Regions from separate parts of the Mus musculus genome. Here region 1 is linked to region 2. Evidence: chromatin contacts called from public Hi-C data. All regions are on one chromosome and are shown on one strand. Each heading gives the region's core, a stretch centred on a gene start, on an enhancer-like site or on the middle of the called end of the contact. The rest is flanking DNA. Distances are from core to core; before and after follow the strand shown. Region 1 has its middle 36 kb from the start of Gm40340. Region 2 has its middle 120 kb from the start of Gm36667.

Evidence for each region. A called contact is a pair of places that touch in the nucleus more often than the background predicts.
Region 1: a contact with region 2 is called in a Hi-C map of cerebral cortex, with 1.8 times the contacts expected there. The contact joins two enhancer-like sites. A contact is called at or near these places in 6 of 484 Hi-C or Micro-C datasets (cardiomyocytes, cerebral cortex and embryonic stem cells), 2 of 115 datasets of contacts at active chromatin or transcription factors (both in embryonic stem cells) and 1 of 9 other capture datasets (embryonic stem cells).

The regions. Positions count from the first base shown.
Region 1 is chr5:134,013,245-134,017,157 of GRCm38.p6, reverse strand. No RefSeq gene overlaps it. Among named protein-coding and RNA genes, the nearest start is that of Gm40340, 36 kb to the left of the region's middle. Within about 2 kb of position 2,232, at least 82 of the 459 cell types and tissues checked have an H3K27ac peak or open chromatin away from gene starts, as enhancers often do. A contact at or near this core is called in cerebral cortex, where this site is marked.
Region 2 is chr5:133,480,631-133,484,400 of GRCm38.p6, reverse strand. No RefSeq gene overlaps it. Among named protein-coding and RNA genes, the nearest start is that of Gm36667, 120 kb to the left of the region's middle. Within about 2 kb of position 1,975, at least 33 of the 459 cell types and tissues checked have an H3K27ac peak or open chromatin away from gene starts, as enhancers often do. A contact at or near this core is called in cerebral cortex, where this site is marked.

The DNA of each region.
Region 1 (3,913 bases), core at 983-3,482, 530 kb before region 2:
CACCTCCAGCCCCTCACTGGGAGATTTTAGACAGGGGCTCTACCACTGAGCCACGCTCCCAGCCCCTCACTGGGGGACTCTAGGCAGGGGCTCTACCACTGAGCCATGCCCCCAGCCCCTCACTGGGGGATTCTAGGCAGGTGCTCTACCACTGAGCCAAGCCCCTAGCCCCTCACTGGGGGATTCTAGGCAGGAGCTATACCACTGAGCCACACCCCCAGCCCCTCACTGGGAGATTTTAGACAGGGGCTCTACCACTGAGCCACGCTCCCAGCCCCTCACTGGGGGACTCTAGGCAGGGGCTCTACCACTGAGCCATGCCCCCAGCCCCTCACTGGGGGATTCTAGGCAGGTGCTCTACCACTGAGCCAAGCCCCTAGCCCCTCACTGGGGGATTCTAGGCAGGTGCTCTACCACTGAGCCATGCCCCCAGCCCCTCCCTGGGGGATTCTAGGCAGGGGCTCTACCACTGAGCCACACCCCCAGCCCCTCACTGGGAGATTTTAGACAGGGGCTCTACCACTGAGCCACGCTCCCAGCCCCTCCCTGGGGGATTCTAAGCAGTTGCTTTAAACACTGAGCCACGCCCTTATCCTCTTTTGATTTTTAATTTTGATACAGACTTCACGTATTTGCTCAGATTAGCTTTGAACTCACTCTGTAGTCTTGGCAGGTCTTGAACTTGTGATCCTCCTATGTTAGTGTCCCTAAGTAGCTGGAATGATGAATTCCGAAGTCAGGGCAGATGAACAAGGAAAGCTCTTATTTAATGGATCTTACTCGGGTGATTCTTAGGCATAGTGAGCTGTGGTGAGAGTCCTGTTCTACATCCCAGTGGCTCAGGGATGTGGCCAGTGGTGGTAGACCACTGTGGTTTTCTCTAATACCTTTGGCCTGGTAATGAGGGAAGTCACATAATGCTGGTCACTCAGGGCCTTGGTGATACTCTTTGTGTGCCAAAGATTCGGAAAAGTGCCCTGCTACACCTGCATGTATATTAATTTTTCTTTTATTCCCACCTTCAGAGACATCCTTCGTCACTTACTATTTCTTTACATCTGTCTTTTGCATCTCTCATTTTTTATCTCCATCCACCTATCCATTCACCCATCCATCCATTCACACATCCACCCATTCATGTACCCACCCATCCATCCACCCATCCACTCATCCATGCATCCATGCATCCATCCACCCACCCATCCACTCATCCATCTATTATTCATTCATCGACCCACACATCCACCCACACATCCATCCATGCACCCACCCATCCATGCATACATGCATCCATCCACCCACCCACCCACTCATCCACCCCCCATCCACCCACCCACCCACCCATCCATGCACCCATCCATGCATGCATCCATCCATCTACCCATCCATGCACCCATGCATCCACCCACCCACCCATCCATCCACTTGTCTGTCTCTCTATCTGTCATCCTTTATCCATTTATCATCTTTCCATTCACCCTCCACCCTCACTGGTCTGCCCCTTTATTCAATGATGCATCATTCATTGGTCCAGCCACTTGCCCATTGATTGCTATAGAAGGAATTCAGGATGAAGACAAACCTCCAAGGAGCCGAGTTTCCCTGAGGTGGCACTAAAGTGGTCATAGATCACTCTTTAGAGTTGCCTTCCCTGGTGAGGGCTCAGTTTCCTTGTCCATAAAAAAAGGTGGAGTTGGGGCTGGAGAGTTAGCTAAGTGTTAAATAGCATTTGTTGCCCTTACAGCGGACCTGAGTTTGATTCTCAGTACCCACAAGGTGGGTCACAATGGTCTGTAACTCCAGCTCCAGGAGATCCAATACCCTCTTCTGACTTCCATAAACCTCAGGCACACATATATGCACATGCACACATGCAGGCAACAATCCATACACATAAAAATAAATAATTCTTAATAGTAAAAGGCTGAATTGAACCAGATGTCTCAAATGTCCCCATGAGTACGTGGCGCTTGGAACCCTCTTGGATCCTCTTTAGCGGAGACTCCAGGCTTTCTTTCCGGCTTGAGAACTGTTTTGCAGCCACAACTGGGTCTCTGGGGCAGCAGGGAAGCCAGAAGCCGAGAGGCCACCTGGCACCAGTGAGCGATGAGAACGGGAATGATTTGTGAGGCCATAGTGGAGGGTGGCAGGACTGGGGTTTCCCGGGGCGGCTGGCATACTCTGACATCTGCTATTTTTCACTTCAGTGTGACTGATTGGCTCCAGATGGGCCCCTGTAGACTGTTTTCAGCTGTGTTTGGAAGTGTGCCAACTGGCTGCGTCTTATCTTCGAGACCTCTCAGTGGTAGAGGACTTCATCCTAACTGCCAAAGCCAAGAGGCCAGTGGATGTTACAAGAGGACCCTGATTCCAAAGGACCCCTTGTTCCCCTGAGCAGCTTCCCTCAGTTCAAAGACACTCTTGCCCTGGGTTTTGCAGGGCTGGGGTGTGTGTGCTGTGCTCGGCAGAGCTGGATGATGGCAAAGCTCCCAGCTTGAGGGAGGCTGTTGCGTTAGGTCAGCCATTTCTCTGGGCTAATGCCTGTTTTTCTTCTGCAGCCTACAGGAAATCTGACCTCACTGAAGGGACTTGGGCAGTGGTCCTAGTCTCTAACATTTTTTTTTCTTTCACAGATCCTCTAGCTTCAATTGGCTCACAACCTTGGGGGACAAAAACCCATTTGCTTTCTGAGTCGTTCACAGAACAGTTTGGCAGAGGGAGAAAGACCCCTGGCCAGACATCAGGACACTGAGTGGAAACAGGAATTGGTAGTTTCCAGGCCAAGTGACTTTGGACTCTCTAGGACCTAAGTTTTCTCTATTGTAACTGAAGGCACTTTTTTGTTTCTTTCTGTATGCATGCTAACGAATCTCAGTGATCTACCTGCCTCTACCCTTCCATCCCTGGAGAACAAGTGTGTGCCCCTACACCTGGCTGGCTGCCTCCCTCCCTCCTTCCCTTCCTCATGTGTGTGTGTGTGTATGTGTGTGTGTGTGTGTGTGTGTGTGTGTGTGTGTGTGAGAGAGAGAGAGAGAGAGAGAGAGAGAGAGAGAGACTTTGTGTGTGTGTGTCTCCGTGTGTGTGAATGTGTGTATCTTGGTGTGTGTCTGTGTGTATGAGAGTATATATATATGTGTGTCTCTGTGAATGTGTTTGTGTGTGTGTGTCTATGTGTGTGAGAGAGACTGTGTATGTCTGTGTGTGTTCGAGTGTGTGTCTGAGTGTGTGAGTGCATCTCTGTGTGTGTGACAGAGTCTGTCTGCCTCTCTTTGTGTGTGTGTCTGTGTATGTGAGAGATTGTGTAGGTCTGCGTGTGTCTGAGTGTGTGTGAGAGTGTATCTCTCTCTCTCTGTATATAGCCCATGCCCATGTATGGAGGTCAGGGGACAACTTTGTGCAACTGTTTCTCAGCCTACACTTTTAATATGGGACATGGCTCTGGGCATGGGATTCAGGTCCCCTAGCTTGTAAGACAAGCCCTTAACTGACTGCCATTTCCCCAGCCCACTGTTCCCTTTCTGAAATCGATGATCCGTTTCCTGCAGAGTTGAACACTCCTGGTGTCTCTAGCTTCCTAAGGTGGAAACACAAGTAGAGGAGTGGGAAATGTTATGAAGATGCCATTTCAGGGCAGTGTCTCAGCTGTGACAATCCCAAATGTAAAGGTTTGAATGTGGAATGTTCTTAAGAGGTTCACATAATCTATACCGGGACTCCAGCTGGTGGCGCTGTACCCCTCCAGTTGGTGGCGCTGTTCTTGGAAGATTGTGGGAACGTTGGGAGCTGGAGCCTCACTGGAGGAAGTAGCTCGCTGGGCCGGGTGTGTGTGCAGAGTAGGCCTAGAGCTATTTTATCCTTGACTATTTCCAGTCTAACTTTCCACTTTCTAGGCATCTCTTCCATTCCATCTGCC
Region 2 (3,770 bases), core at 726-3,225:
GCAGAAGAGAGGTAAGCAGATTTTCATTTCCTGGGCTTGGGATCTGAGGAGAACCATAAGGAGAGGAGAGAGAGAAGTAGGACACTATGGGGTAGGTGAATCATGAAAACATGGCCATGAGGGCTGGCCAATTGAGTGAGAGAAGCCTAGGTAGAACATGGCTAGTCATCTCTCAGGGTTATCGGCAGGGAAGTAGACATAAAGCACAGAGGACAGATTCTGCTCAGCTTTAGGATATAAGGCTTATTGTAAACATAAACATTTGTTTCTTTTATCTGGGTACTGAATGATCAAAGTTAAATATTTGCTACCACAAAAGTATAGAATAGTATAGTATAGTATGGGGCTGAGTCCAGTTCTCCCACTTTGGTTCTGAGATAACCTATTGGCCAGATCCTCACATCCCAGTGTTATACTTCAAGAGCTTCCTCTTGTAGCTTCTTCTCCTGCTGCTCTCTGAGTCCTGTTGCATCCATACAAAGACCAGCTGATGGCAGCCTTCTGAGAGGTGAGGAGTATGGCCCAGTAGTTGTTTGGAGTGGATCCATTGCCTGCCTGCTGACCACATAAAAATAGCATCTAGTTGAACTCAAACCTCAATTGTCCCTTCACATGAGCTACAAGCGAAAGAGTTCTTTTTTGTGCATAAGTGTGTGTGTGTGTGTGTGATATGTGTAACATTGTGTGTGTGAGATTGTATGATATATTGTGTATATATGTGATATTGTGTATGTGATTGTGTGATATTAATGTGTGTGTGTGTAATTCTGTGATACTCTGTGTCTTTGTGTGTGTGTGTGTGTGTGTGTGTGTGTGTGTGTGTGTGTGTGTATACACCGAGGCTGTATGAGGTGAGAGAACAACCTCAAATGTTGGTTTTCATCTTCCACCTTGTCTGAGACAGAGTTCCTCATTCCCGACTACATATTGCTCACTAGCTGGCCTATGAGCTTCCAGCGACCCTCCTGTCTCTACCTCCCATCTCACAGTGGAAGCACCGAGATCACATACATGTGCTTCCACTCCCAGCTTTTTTGGGGGGATTTGGGGGATCCAAGCTCAGTTACACATGCTTAGGCAACAAACAACTCATTTACTGAGCTGTCTATCCCTTCTCCCCACCCCCTCGACCAATTAGCTGTGAAGCATCAGCCGAGTTACACACTCTGTTACAGTCTCAAGGACCCTGAAGACACTGGACTGTGCTCAGGAAGCTGTCCTGAAGGGCGATAACTGGTTAATTTAAGTCCCATGCAGGGTCTTAGGGAACAGTGCTACACGCAGGGCAAGGAGCATGTTGTGGAGGATGACTACAATAGAGCTCAGGTGGAAAGAGAGATTTGAAATTCCAATTTGCTTTATTCTACTAACAGACACTAACAACTCTGGCATTCAGGAACTTGTCTGTTTATACTAGCGTGGTAGCTGCAATGCTCCGAAAATCAACATGGCCTCAAATGTTGTCTTTCCTAATTGTTCCATGCTGGAAGCGATGTTTGACGTCTTAAAATACATGGACTGGCTAGCCTGCATGGACTTTTTCCGACATAAATAAATGCCACACACACCTTCCTATCCTCACCCAGCACTCTTTAGGCAATGAGATTGATTGCTCCCTATGGTGGCTATTACTGGCAAATGAACAGGGGTGGGGAGGTTTCTGAAACAGAGACCCCAGCTCTCTCAGTTTCTCTCTGCAGTTTCTACTGTTGTGGTTTCTTTTTTGGAAATAGAACTCCCACTGACATCAAAAAGAATCTTTCTCAAAGTGCCTGGGAACCGCAGGGCGGGCAGTGTGGTCTCCCAGCGGCAGACAATCAGTCCCAGATGCATTCATTGGCGATCAAATTGGGTTAAATGCCCCCCTTCCAAGCTGGCCTGAAAAAATTTGCCCAAACACAAGGTCTTTCATGCATCAGACCTCGAACGAAGGGCAAGCCTCAAAGCCTGGCCTAGTTCTAAATTTAGATAAGTAATTTTATCCGAGAGTGGAGCTGCGGAGTGAGGGTTGCTGGCGTTCCCTCTCTGAGTGCCTGTGGAGAAGTATTAGGTCTACATTTCTGTCTTGACAAGGTTTTTTTCCCCTCAGTCTTCTGAGGTGTCATGTGGATATTTCACTTCGAAAAGAGCAAAGAAATAGGAGGCCCGCTTAAAATGTCAAGTCACATGACTGGCAGGCGCCTGAAGTGATCTTTGTAACTCCCTTAGCTCCTAATTCCAGCAACAGTATATATGCTGTGACAACAGATTGGAGCAGACTGTTTGATTGCTAGGAGCTGGTTGAATGGCCCCATGGGCATGTCCTCATCTCAAAGAGAACTTGTTCTCTTGTGTCAATTTATATATGCTTAGGTACTACTGAAACAGAGACAGGGTGAAGTACTGTCAGTGTGTTTGTGTTTGTGACCACTCTTAAACATGTCTCTCTGTCTCTCTGTCTCTGTCTCTCTCTCTGTGTGTGTGTGTGTGTGTGTGTGTGTGTGTGTGTGTGTGTGTGTGTAAGTTGGGGATGTGTCTAGTACCATTCCTCAAGGGTCTGCTACCTTGTGCTTTGAGACAGGGGCTCTTACTGGGTTTCTCCAAGTAGACTAGGTTGGTTGTCCAGTTAGTCCCAGGGATCCCCCTGTGTCAATTACCACAGCACTTGTGTCCCACCAGGCTCATTTATTTCTTTTTAGCATGGCAACTGATGACCCTAGCTTGTGTTGAGTTGACAGGAAACTAGCCAGCACACCTACAGATAGCACCATGGTCTGGCACGAACCCATGGGTACATTGGGCTTTTTTGGGGGTGGGGGGAGGAGGCATCAAATTCCGATCCAGATGCTTGTGTAGTGACTGTTTCACTTTATACCTTAGGTTCCACTAAACATTTTAGACAAGTATAGATATCTCATAGATGCTTTAATGTGGATCTGAAATGCTCCCCCAAACCCATATGTACATGAACTGTTGCCAGATCAATGGTGCTATTTGTAAAGGTGCTTGGCTGGTTTTATGTCAACTTGATATAAGCCAGAGTCATCAGAGAGGAGAGAATGTCAACTGAGAAAATGCCTCCATTATGTCAGGCTGTAGGTAAGCCTGTAGGACATTAGTGATTGATGGGGGGAGGGCCCAGCCTATTGTGGGTGTGGCTACCCCTAGGCTGGTGGTCATGGGTTCTATAAGAATGCAGGCTAAGCAAGTCACAAGGTCCGTGGCCCCTACATCAGCTCCTGTCTCCACATTCCTCCCCTGCTTAGATCTAACTGTCCCGACTTCCATTGATGATGAACTAGAATATGGAATTGTGAGTGAAATCAACTCTTTCCTCCCCACGTTGCATGAAAGAGGTCATAGTGTTTCATCACAGTAAGGGTAACTCTAAGACTAGGTGATAGACTCTTATTTAAGAGTTTTGGGGCACAGTTGATGGGAAGTCAGATTATTAAGAGGGACCCATGAAGTTCATGGTAGAACTCCAGCACCTGCCTTCTTTCTCTATCATCTTCTTTCCTTCCCTTCTCTCTCTCTCTTTTTTTTTGTTCCCAGCCATCAAGTGGTGAACAGTCTTCTTTATTACATACTACCCCCTACATGGTATACTCTGCTATCACATATACACAAACACATATATGGCACACCTACAGAGACATCCATATGTAATGAAGTCACATACCTAAGTAAATATCAAGTATCCATGGGAATACAATCACTTACTTCTCTTGACTTATGGATGTTGTAAGGAAGGTATGATTAGCAATTGTCCATGTATTTTCCTAAGTTAA